Linked DNA regions of Anas platyrhynchos: region 1 is linked to region 2. A link is a contact called in public Hi-C data. All regions are on one chromosome and are shown on one strand. Each heading gives the region's core, a stretch centred on a gene start, on an enhancer-like site or on the middle of the called end of the contact. The rest is flanking DNA. Distances are from core to core; before and after follow the strand shown.

Region 1 (5,505 bases), core at 927-3,426, 49 kb after region 2:
ATTGTTCTGGATCTGACACCTATCAACGTCACTCAATGTTAATTGCCTTTTGAAATGCCTTTGAGACAAAAAAAGCACACAACTTCTGTTATAGATACTGGATTTCAAGACACTTCTATGTAACCTTTAACATAAGGTTTAACATGTTTACTTTTGCCACGCCTCAGTATTGTTACACTGCTCCAGAAATACATCCCCCTCCTCTCCTCACCTCCTTCCCCCCTTGTTTAATAGTTGTGTCACCCTGCTGCCATGCATTCAGCAGGTCAGCACAATGATTAGAAAGATGTTCTCACATCAATGTGCATTGCTCCCCATTTTTTGGGGTGTGTAACAGCAGTCACACAGGCTGCTGTTCTCCTAATCCCACTGGAGAATGTACATCATCCACAACTGGAAACAACACGTTAAAAAAAAAAAAGAGGAGAATGTTTAGTCAATTGGATGAATCGATTGGAAACCCCAAGAAAGCTGCTTTTAAGGAAACAGAGATTTTTGTTGGCCCATAGCCTTGAAGCATGAGCGTTCACCAATCTTATCATGAAAGCAACAACACTGAAGCTCTCGGTAGGACAAAGCCAAGTATGAAATTCTAAGCATTTGTAAGCAAGACAAGCAGCATATAAACAACATGGTAAGAATTAAAGAAGAATTCCATCCAGTTTTTAAAATACATTGAAAAAACGATAAAAGCTGAAAGCCTAGATGCCTCCTGTTATCCAAGCCATCTCGATACCACCAGTTCTTTCCAATTTTTAAGTCTAACTGCATGTCTTTGCAACATTGGACACTTTCTGAAGTCAACCAAAGTACAGGACTACGTGCAGGAGGCCACTAGGTATCTTAGAATACGCATACAGATAAACCTTTCAACAGTATTTTGAAAAAAACACCTTTCATTTCAATGCTGTCCAGGAGCTCATTAAGACCTCAGAAGTCAGGTGTCTGGGCAACTCCTCTCTCTCTCAGCGCCACTTCCATTAGCTACCAGGCTTTTAAACCTCTGCTGTTCTCAACAGTAATACTGTTAAATCACACAAGTAATTCTATTCTAAACCACCCGCTCTACTATTAAAACCTAAAAGCTTTTCAGGCCAGCTATGCCACTTCTGAAACACCCTCACTGCTTCCAGTAGGCACGCTAGCCCGGTATATTTCCCCCCACCGAGTGGGGATCCCCGAAACGGATAGCCCAAGAGTAGAAGCACCTGGTTATTGGAAGCACTGTGTTAGTTGTGTGCGATGGGGTGGTACCCGTGTAACTGAGGCCCGTCCTGCAGACCTGAGCACCGCACTGACAGCCACATTTTGACAGCTGCTGGGTGCCCCTGCGCAGCCTGCTCTGCGTCACCCTGCGGGACCAGCTGATCCCTGGGGATCCCTCCCAGCCTCAGCCACCCCGCGAGGCTCCAAATGAATGGGTGGCGGCTCCGGCAGCCCTCTCACCACGCCGCACGCCCGCTCCTCTTTGCGAGGGGGTGCCCAGGAGGGCAGGCGCTGCCCAGGGCAGCCTCAGCCCCCGCCCCGTCCCCCCGGCACTTACTGAGCTGGCCGGGGCCGGGCTCCCTGCCGCCGGCCGCCCCCAGCAGGCTGCCGGGCAGCCCCCCCGAGGCGCCGGGCGGCGTGCCGCTCTGCCTCTCGAAGTTGCCGGGGTTGGAGAAGAAATCCCGCAGGCGGGGCAGCTCGCGGCCGCTCTCCAGCAGCTCGGTGTGCAGCTCCAGCGCCGTCAGCAGGAACTGGTCCCGCAGCAGCTGCGCCGCCATCGCGTCCATCGACACCCGCGGCGGCTCCACCGCCGAGCCGGGCCCGGACCCGGACCCGGACCCAGAACCGGCCCCGGCCCCGGCCCCGCCGCCATCGCCCGGCGCCCCCGCCGCCCGCGGGCCCGGCGGCTCCTCGGGGCTGCCCGGCTCCTCCCGCCGCGGCTCGGCCGGCTCCGTGCTGCTGCTGCTGCCGCCGCCGTGCCGCCCTCCGCCGGGCTCGTCCTCCTCCGAGTCGCTGAGGAAGGGATTCACACCGCCGCCACCGCCCGCCGCCATCTTGCGGCGCGACGCGAGGCGAGGCCCTCCCGCACCTCCGCCCGCCCGCCGCCCACTGCGCTCCGCAGCCCGCCCCGCGGCCTCTTCCGGCTCGCCGCTCTCGCGAGAGCCGCCGGGACAACGGGACCGGCCCCGCTGCCTGGGAGGGAGGGGGCGGGGCTTGGTGGGGGTGGGCGGGGCTTGAGGGGGGCCGCGGAAGCGGAAGGGGACCTGGCCGGGCGCGCGGCGGGAGGCGAGTGAGTGGCGGCGCCTGCGCAGTGCGCGCGGCGGGAGCGGGGCTGGGGGAGATAGGGCGGGTGGGAGGCGGGGGAGGGAGGGGGTCCTGCCGGGCGCGGGGCGCGCTCATGGGGGGAATTTGGGGTTTCACGGCTCGTTGGGGCCCTTCCCTGCTCTCGTATGCACCCCTTAGGTGCTGGAAGGCTGCTGCAAAGTCTCCCAGAGCCTTCCTCTCTCCGTGCTAGCAGATGGAAGCAAAGCTGGGGTTGAAATGTCGAATAAAAGCGTGGCCGGATCTCAGGGAGGCAAAAAGACACGTTTCTGGGTGTGTGGAAGTGACCGTCCTGCAAATTAATCGAAACTCTATCAAGGCTACATCTAACCTTGTTTTACTGGGCTCTACTAGGTGCAGCAGTACTCAGTACCGTAACTGCAAACTGGTTAATCCGTGTTATAATGCTATGCTATAAAATAACGGTACTCCTGTATTTAGTTTACATACATTTTCCTTAAAATGCAATCAACCTGTCCTTTAATAAACTTTTTTTCTCCCATAATATATTGATTTCATATTGTCTATAGGAAAAAAGTAGGGGAGTGTGAGCTGTAGGGGAGTGTGAATGGGTTGTAGCATAAAATGAAGCGGCAAAACACACTAAAACACACTAAATAAACTAAAAATAATATACTAAAATACACTAAAAATAAGAAAAGCGTTTTCTCTCGGTACTTTGGTGGAATCAGTGTGGTGGATTTCGTTACAGAAATCTTGTCACTTTTCTGGAGAGTTAAAGGATGCTCAGTGTGAACTCACTAAAAGTTCATCTGCTTGTGGTCTTTTTTCTCTTATTTTTTTTTTCCCCTTACTGATGTCCTGTAGCAGCCTCTAGTGGTGATCTGTGATGTTTACAAGTGATTTGAAGTTTAAAGATGGTTTAAACAAGTCTCCCTTGCTTTTAAGGTACGCGTTGCTGCTGGCTTCTCTGTAGTTTTACAACAAGGACTAAATTTTTCTCTTCTCCCCTAAAATAATGCAAAAAATATTCTTCTGTTTCAGTACTTCCTACGAGGTTTGTTTGGGCTTATGAAATTAATTGCAATATATACACTGATGTCCTTCAGTTGCTCCAAAATAATCTACTGGCACCTAGGGTAAGGTTAACACAGCTGAAGTACATATTCCAGAGTGGAAGAAAAGTGTGTTTAAACTGCCTTGTACGATAACAATATGCTTAAAAATAGTTTATTGCAGTATACAAATAGGTATTCTAAGAGTCTAATTTAAGGGACTTGAGAAGAAAGCCTTACAAGAAACATCCATCACCACGAAGGATGTGTGAGGCAGAAAAAGATGCTGAAGTTCTGGAAACAAGGCATTAAATAGGTTTACCTGATGGAGACATCTACAAATTCATTTATTTTTCTGCCTCCAAAAGGTATGCATTGTTTCTTACTGGAATTAAAATCTTCTTCTGCCTTTAAAGGGTACAAGTTGTTTGTCTGAAGAATAGCTTACCTTAATATGTTTCAGAAGATAAGGTTTCCAAATATAGCTCTGTCAAGCTGGGTATCCAAAATATGGAGGGCTTGTATGGAGGAAAAACAAACAAAAAAAAAGCAGCCTTCAGGGTTTTTTCTTGTGTTTTTATTATTATCATTATTACTTGGTTTTGTATGAAACAAAACCCAGTTTTTCAATGTATGCATATTTTTTTCATGAACTTTAAAATGTGCACTTCTTGAGGCAGAAAATGAGTAGAAACACATCAATCTTTGCTCTTCTTGTGTTGATTTTCGTAGGGTTGTTGAATCCTGATCTAATATAGGCTATTTTATAAATATATATATTTTTTTGTATGTTAAATATAGGTATAGCTTTACCCACAGAAACTGACTTTATAATGTATCTGAAGTAAAAATAGGACAGAAGGGACTCTTGGAAATATTTTCAGCCTTAACAAAAATGTGATAATGTCCCACAAAGTAAGAGGCGAACATATAAATTTGCAGATGACACCAAGTTGTGGGAAAGTGTTGATCTGCTGGAGGGTAGGAAGGCCCTGCAGAGGGACCTGGACAAGCTGTGTCAATGGGCAGAGGCCAGTGGGGTGAGGTTCAACATGACTAAGTGCTGGGTCCTGCACTTTGGTCACAACAACCCCGTGAAACACTACAGTCTTGGGGCAGAGTGGCTGGAAAGCTGTGCAGAGGAAAAGGATCTGGGGGTGCTTATTGATGCTTGGCTGAACATGAGCCAGCAGTGTGCCCAGGTGGCCAAGAAGGCCAACGGCATCCTGGCTTGTATCAGGAACACTGTGGCCACCAGGACCAGGGAGGTGATCGTCCCCCTGTACTCGGCTCTGGTGAGGCTGCACCTTGAGTGCTGTGTTCAGTTTTGGGCCCCTCGCTACAAGAAGGACATGGAGGCCCTGGAGCGTGTCCAGAGAAGGGCTACAAAGCTGGTGAGGGGCCTGGAGAACAAGTCCTACGAGGAGCGGCTGAGGGAACTGGCGTTGTTTAGTGATCAGGCATTGGGACGGGTGGTGGAGTCACCGTCCCTGGGGGTGTGCAAGGAAAGGTTGGACCTGGTGCTTGGGGACATGGTTTAGTGGTGACATTGGTAGTAGGGTGATGGTTGCACCAGATGATCTGGGAGGTCTCTTCCAACCCTACTGATTCAATGAGGTTAGAAATAATTCCTTCCTTTGGGAGGAGAAAAGTTCAATTACTTTTTCTTTTCTCTAGATTTGTTGTTTTGAAGCATTTCTGTGAACAATGGATGCTTGGGAGCCTGCTGTCTGAAGCATGGTGAATAAAGCATTTACAGCCCAAGAAGAATTTTAGAAATTTGGGAATCCAAGTTCAAATTTTGTGACGTATTTCATGTTTTTGTGAGAATGAATAGAGAGAAATGCCACTGAGTGAAGTCACAACTTGGGGATAAGAGATATGACGTTTTATACATCCACAAACTGGAGAATTGAGTTGTTGGTCTTCATTCACTCATGTTTGGAAAGCTGTGGAAGGTGGGTATGTTGTCTGCCAATGTAGGCTGTACAGAAAGAAAGTTGTGGAGGTTACAGATGGCTGTTAAAGATGGCATTCTGAACCATATTGAAGGACAGTATAGGTGGGAAAGGAAGCAGCAGAAATCAAGTATAAAAGTGGCCTTTGTAAAGTCATTCAGAGATTTTAAAGAACTAAACTCATGTGAGAGGCTATGCTGCCTGAATTTATTAACGAGTCTGTT
Region 2 (5,831 bases), core at 3,243-5,742:
TGCTTGCGAAAGGTGCATTCTGTAGCACCAATGCAAACAATGAAGGAATCAGTGACTGCAAAGCAGACAGATACATGTGGAGCTTATGTTCATCCAAGCCATGTTCTCCTTCCTGAAACAAACAGGACATTTGAAATTTCAGGTTGGATGCACTTGTGATGAACTCCTACACAGAAATGCTAATTATATAGTAATATATCCTGACCACAAGTGTACTTTGTGTCACCACCCAAACACCCTTCTCACCCTTAGGATACTTCTCAAAACAATTAAGCAGCAAAGCCTTTGGCATTTAGTGGCTCATATCACTGAACATCAATATTCTGAAAGAACATTTTCCAGCACATTTTGAAAAATGGGACTCTTTCATTTCAAGGATCAATGCATCAAGAAATTGAATAAACAAGTTACACGTACTTTGGAAATTGGCAGCTTGGTTAAGAATGTTAAATTGTATGAGATATCCTATTTTCCAGAGCTTTCCAGGTATCTACCCCAAGGCACACTTGCAGACAAACAGATTCAAAACTACAAACCACGTAATTAAACCATTCAATTATCCTTCTTCTGGTGTGCAATAAATACTGCACTTTATTAAAAGCTACACTGTGTGATACTTAAAAACAATGTAAATACAGGACAAGTATTCAGAAAAAAACACACACCATCTGGTCACAGAATCAAGTAAACTTCTTCTGAAATGCACATTGATTACTGGGCTATAAAACAAAACGTTGTTAAAGAAGCATCTGTTTCGTTTGTTCTTTTTTGTTTTCTTCCCATTTTGAAGCACAAATAAATGTTAGAGTTACAAAAAAAAAAAAAAATCTCCAGAGAGTTGCTAACATAAGTAGCAATTTCTTGAATTTCTTGTGTTTTTAAAAAGTTAGTATATGTACCAAAGATACAAAGAAAACTCTCCAGTGTAGAAACAGCTGAACACATACCCTGAGCAGTTTTTCAATTTTATTAAGCAGTGTAGGTATAAGATGGAACTGTAAATTTCCCAGCTCTGTTGTCCAGGCAGCATATGCAGGTAAAAATACCTGATGTGTTGCACTAACTACGCGTTCTGAAGGGTCTCCTAAAGCTGAAAGCAGCAGTTCAAAGCCCTGAAAAAAAAAATATTAAGAATATAACGACTTTTCCTACACTTTGTGCTAAAGATAGCTACACAAAATATGCACAAACCAGAAAAAAATCACCTATTGTAAAACTTTTACACTAATAAAAAGTAAACCAAAGTAGTATATTGAGGCCTCTCAACATACATTCCCACTTCATCTGCAAAGGTAAATAACATGTAGTCCAACAACCTTGCTAGTGTTTTTTTACCGTCAAGTTATCAGAATTATTACAAACACATTTTACCACTCCACCCTCAAAAACCATGACAGGAAGAGAAATTCTTCACTTTCAAGAACTTTAAATATTATTAGCTAGCATTAATAACAACTACAGGTAGGCTTTGTTGCAGTAGATGCATCTTTGCTAGCAAATGATGATTTCAAATTGGCTAATAGTATCAGGTGGGCAATGAAGTGTTATCTTCTTCAAAGTGAATTATGAATTATTAAAGAAGCTTCTGTATGAAGCTTACACCCAAGGTTTTAATGACACTTGTAAGTATAGGCTTTCTTTTCAGTCTCAGTGATACAATAAAAATCAGCATCCATATGAACCATGAACATTTAAAGGTATCAGGAACTGTTTAATAAAAATATTTAAAATTATGTATTTCCTGCTCATGAAATAAATACAAAACACATTTCATAGACACAGAACCCAACTCAAACTGTACCTGTTGATATTTGTCTGGATCGTCAATATATCCCATAATGATGCCAAGGCTTTTGATCACAGCTTCTCGTACCAGATCTGCCTTATCTTCCATTAGCATTTGCTGCAGCATGGAAAGTACTAATGAACTACGAATTTCCTTCTGTTTGCAGAGAAGAAAAATTATTGTTAAATCCAATAAACAAGACATGCTGGTTCATATCAATTTTTATAAATAATTTGCCCTTCTATTAGTGTTCACAAACAACAATCCCTTCCTCCAACTATGGATTCCCTTCTGAATACTATGCATTCAGCTGCCAAAATAGAAGATGAATTAAAATAAAGTTTCAGTAGCCTCATTAGAGAGCCTTTTGTCCTACTAAGCACAGAACTGGAGTCCTTTAACTCATATGGAAACATGTACCAGAAATAACTGACAGCAAAATACTACCATAGGCCTAGATTTAGAAGAGTACTTAAAACAGAATCTTTAATCATTTCATTGCTAAATTGGAGAAGTAGGTTTTTAATTACGATTATTTTCATCTTTGTCTGAAGCTTCAAATTCTAGTTGGCCACTGACCAAACTTTGCTGCCTCTTTTGACTAGCAGCACTCTTCATGTCAAACCTTCCACAGTGTCCAAAGAACTCTGTTACTGGGTGCCAATTATTTTTTCAGTGATGATTTCCTTAAAGGTAGTTAGGATCAATTACTTCATGTTTTCTGAAGCAAAGATGATTTTATCAGGCCACACTGGTTGTTAAGACACGTTATAGCTACACTGACCTGCTCTCCTCTATAATAATACATATCCTCCTTATTGAACCTCCTCTATGTGACAAAGTAGAAGATAACGTGACTGTCTACACATAACATCCACCCTTGGCTGTATTTAAAAAGGTAACAGATGTTTATGTCAAGCAACAGACTTTAATCTAAGTTTTATGAAAAGTATTAAGAGTCATTATTAATACTTACTGGAAGGTAAGGTGCTAGAGCTCCACAAGACTCTGCTACCAGTAGCCGTCTCTCTGGGTATTTGTGGTTGATCTGGTGAGGAGAAACAGAATGGCTATTTGCTTTGCAGAAACCAGTATTCAAAATGTGGTTAGAATGAACTGCAACAGAGGGATGTGTGTGCACCTCTTAGATAAACATTGGCTGTGCCTGTAAAAGTTGCATATGGGTACAAAGCAGCCTCAAATTCTTGCACTGAGGCATAGAGGCAGGGCAGATACAGCCTTCTCCTGTAAGTCAGAGCTTACTGTAAGAGAAGAAGCTGGGAAGCATGTACGGAAACACAGTAAAAATACGGATAGAAAGCAGTGCATGGGTTGCTGGACTCAGAAAATATTCTCCAAAGAATATGAGTAACTTAGGAGCTGGAAGATCCTGAAATGTCTTGTCCTCTACAAACTACACAAGTGCCCTCTAGTGATCTGAGCCAACCATTGTAGCATAGCTGCCCGGGTCTTGCCAAGCAGTCAGGGTCAGGAGAGGACACAAATACTAAGCCTAAAAGTATTTGCATACTTTTGAAGTTCTGTTCCCATGAACGTGTCACGTCTCTAAGATGTGACTGAGCACAGCTCCTGTCCTCAAGAGCCTCTAACTCCTGTGCTGCCTACCTTCCCTTTCCAAAGGCCATTTGAAAATTCTGCCACAGAAATTTGATATTGACACTTCTGAAAGAAGTTTGCATCCTGGTGGAATCAGCTTTAATGTCCAGTGAGAGAAGAGCACTAATGGCTGTGCAATGAGAAACAGGTAATATGTTTCAATACACCTTGTGAATAAAAAAAAATTAGGGCAAAACAATGACAGGGAAAAGTGAATAGTTTAATCCTGTCAGGTAAAACAGGATATGCATTTGGTGTGACTATTCCGATTTCTCTTGCTGTGCAGAGGACCAGCTATCTTACCATGGAAAAGACCAAGGTAGTGCTGCCATCTGTGTCTTGGCCTTTACCGGGCAGACTTCTCTTCAGCAATCCCAGGTCCCTAAAAACCATGGGACACTTTGGAGCCAGGAAGACTTACCCTTGGGAGAAAATGATCAGGTTAGGAAACATTTAAACAAATTGGACACATAGGAGTCTATGGACCTTGGTGGGATGCACCCCTGAATGCTAAGAGAGCTGGATGCTGTCATGGCAAGACCACTCTTGGCAAACACTGAATGGCTGTTGCAATGGGGGAGGTTCCTGAGCGCTGGAAGAAACCAAATGTGACCGCTATCTTCATGAAGGACAAGACAGAAGATCCAGGGAACTACTGATCAGTCTGCCTTACCTCACTGTCTGGAAAAGCATTGGAGCAATTAATCCCAGAAACCACAAGAACGTGATTGGTAATCATGTTCTTCAAGTCAGCATGGATTTGGGTAGGAAAACCCACAACTGATCAGCCCTATAGCCTTTTAAGATGAGATCACTGGCTCAGAGAACAAGGAGAAAGCAGCGGATGTTGCTTATCTTGACTTCAGGAAGGCTTTTGATACTGCCTCCCATAGCATCTTCACATATAAACTGATGAAGTCTGGGCTCGACAAGTGCGCAGTGAGGCAGACAGAAACCAGGCTGAACTAACTGCAGGCTCAAACGGTTGTGACCAGAAGCACGAAGCCCAGCAGAGGGGGGTCAGTCCCCAGTGCAATGCCCCAAGGGGTAATTCCAAGGCCAGTAAGGAAGATGTGTAACAAAGTGTTGCACCCAAGGAGAAATAGTTTCCATGCACAGGGCCAGGCTCAGGGCCAACTGGCTGGAGAGCTGCTCAGCAGAGTGACCCAGAGGGCCTGGTGGATCCCAAGCTGAGCTCACAACACACCCTCACAGCCAAGAAGGTACAGGGTGTTCTGGGCAGCAGTAGGATGACCACAACGGGTAGGTAAGGAAAATGGTTCTTCTTCTCTCCTCAGCACTGGTGATACCAAATCTAGAGTGCTGTGTACAGTTCTGGGCTCCCCAGCGAGAGAGACATGGACATTTTAGCAAGTCCAGCAGAAAGATAAGACAATTAAGAGATAGGAGCATCTCATATATGGGGGGAAGCTGAGAGAGGTGGGTTTGTTTCATCTTGGGAAGGGACATCTCTGAAGATATATCATGCATGTGAAGCAAACTGAACCATCAAGCATGAAAGAATTTCTTGAGTGTCTTCGATAATTTTTATTTTTATTTTTTTTGCATTCATACACCAACAGGGCACCTGTAATATTTTGTAAGCATGGAGATTTAGATTTCATAGATGACAAACACTATGGCCCTGCATCAGGCTGCTTTTAATACTTAAGCCAAAGATACCATTAGTTTTATGTGGCAACTTTCTAAACACAAAGTCCATACTGGTAATAGACATATACTCCACTTCCTCAACCTCTGCCTACTTGAGGGAAATTGCAAATACTCATTGCGTCCGGTTTAGGCAGAGTGGCAAGGCAATATAAATATTGCCCCTGTTACTGCAAAGACATACTGACATACTGGAAAGGAAAATAGAAGAAGACTCAAGTTTCTCTAACGCTTGTTCAGGGAAGATTGCTAGTCCATGACAATGTAAACGTAACTGTAAATTGATTATCATTTCTTTTCTTTTGTCTTTAATTAGTAGTACTACGTTTTTTGGAAACCGGTTAATTGGTCGCTAGCTGTTAGGGAACTTTTAGCATCCACAGAGCCTTGATCTAAACTCAGATGAGCAAGCCAGAAAATTCTACATGTAGAGCTGTGAACAGCAGGTAGAAATATTGCAAAGACTAGCCTGAGATCCAGAGTATGCAGATAAAAATGCTGATTGTTCTGAAAGCCCAGTCCTTTGCATTTGTAAATACATTTTGGTTGGAGCCCAACTACATTAACCCCTTCATGATTAAGGGATTAAGGGCATCTACTGAGAGAAAGTAGAAAATCATACTGTATGGGTACTTTTGAGTTCTTTCTACAAAATCATTTTTGTGACAATGAGATTCAGCTAGTATGTTGCTGGAGAAAATGCTGACCTGGGCTCAGTACTGCAAAGAAAGTCTGGCAAACTGCATGAGATAAATGC

What was found. A called contact is a pair of places that touch in the nucleus more often than the background predicts.
Region 1: a contact with region 2 is called in a Hi-C map of skeletal muscle, with 2.3 times the contacts expected there. The contact joins the promoter of PIGN here to the enhancer-like site in region 2. A contact is called at or near these places in 3 of 8 Hi-C or Micro-C datasets (F5 follicle, liver and skeletal muscle).

What each region holds. Positions count from the first base shown.
Region 1 is chr2:80,109,149-80,114,653 of IASCAAS_PekinDuck_T2T, forward strand. PIGN (phosphatidylinositol glycan anchor biosynthesis class N) reads left to right here and starts at 2,177. Exons shown (of 29, transcript XM_072034992.1): 1 at 2,177-2,275. RELCH (RAB11 binding and LisH domain, coiled-coil and HEAT repeat containing) reads right to left here and starts at 2,123. Exons shown (of 29, transcript XM_038175614.2): 1 at 1,544-2,123. The coding sequence starts at 2,039.
Region 2 is chr2:80,057,524-80,063,354 of IASCAAS_PekinDuck_T2T, forward strand. RELCH (RAB11 binding and LisH domain, coiled-coil and HEAT repeat containing) reads right to left here. Exons shown (of 29, transcript XM_038175614.2): 13 at 2,763-2,834; 14 at 1,802-1,942; 15 at 948-1,112; 16 at 1-112. Among named protein-coding and RNA genes, the nearest start is that of TNFRSF11A, 29 kb to the left of the region's middle. Within about 2 kb of position 4,493, at least 2 of the 8 cell types and tissues checked have an H3K27ac peak or open chromatin away from gene starts, as enhancers often do.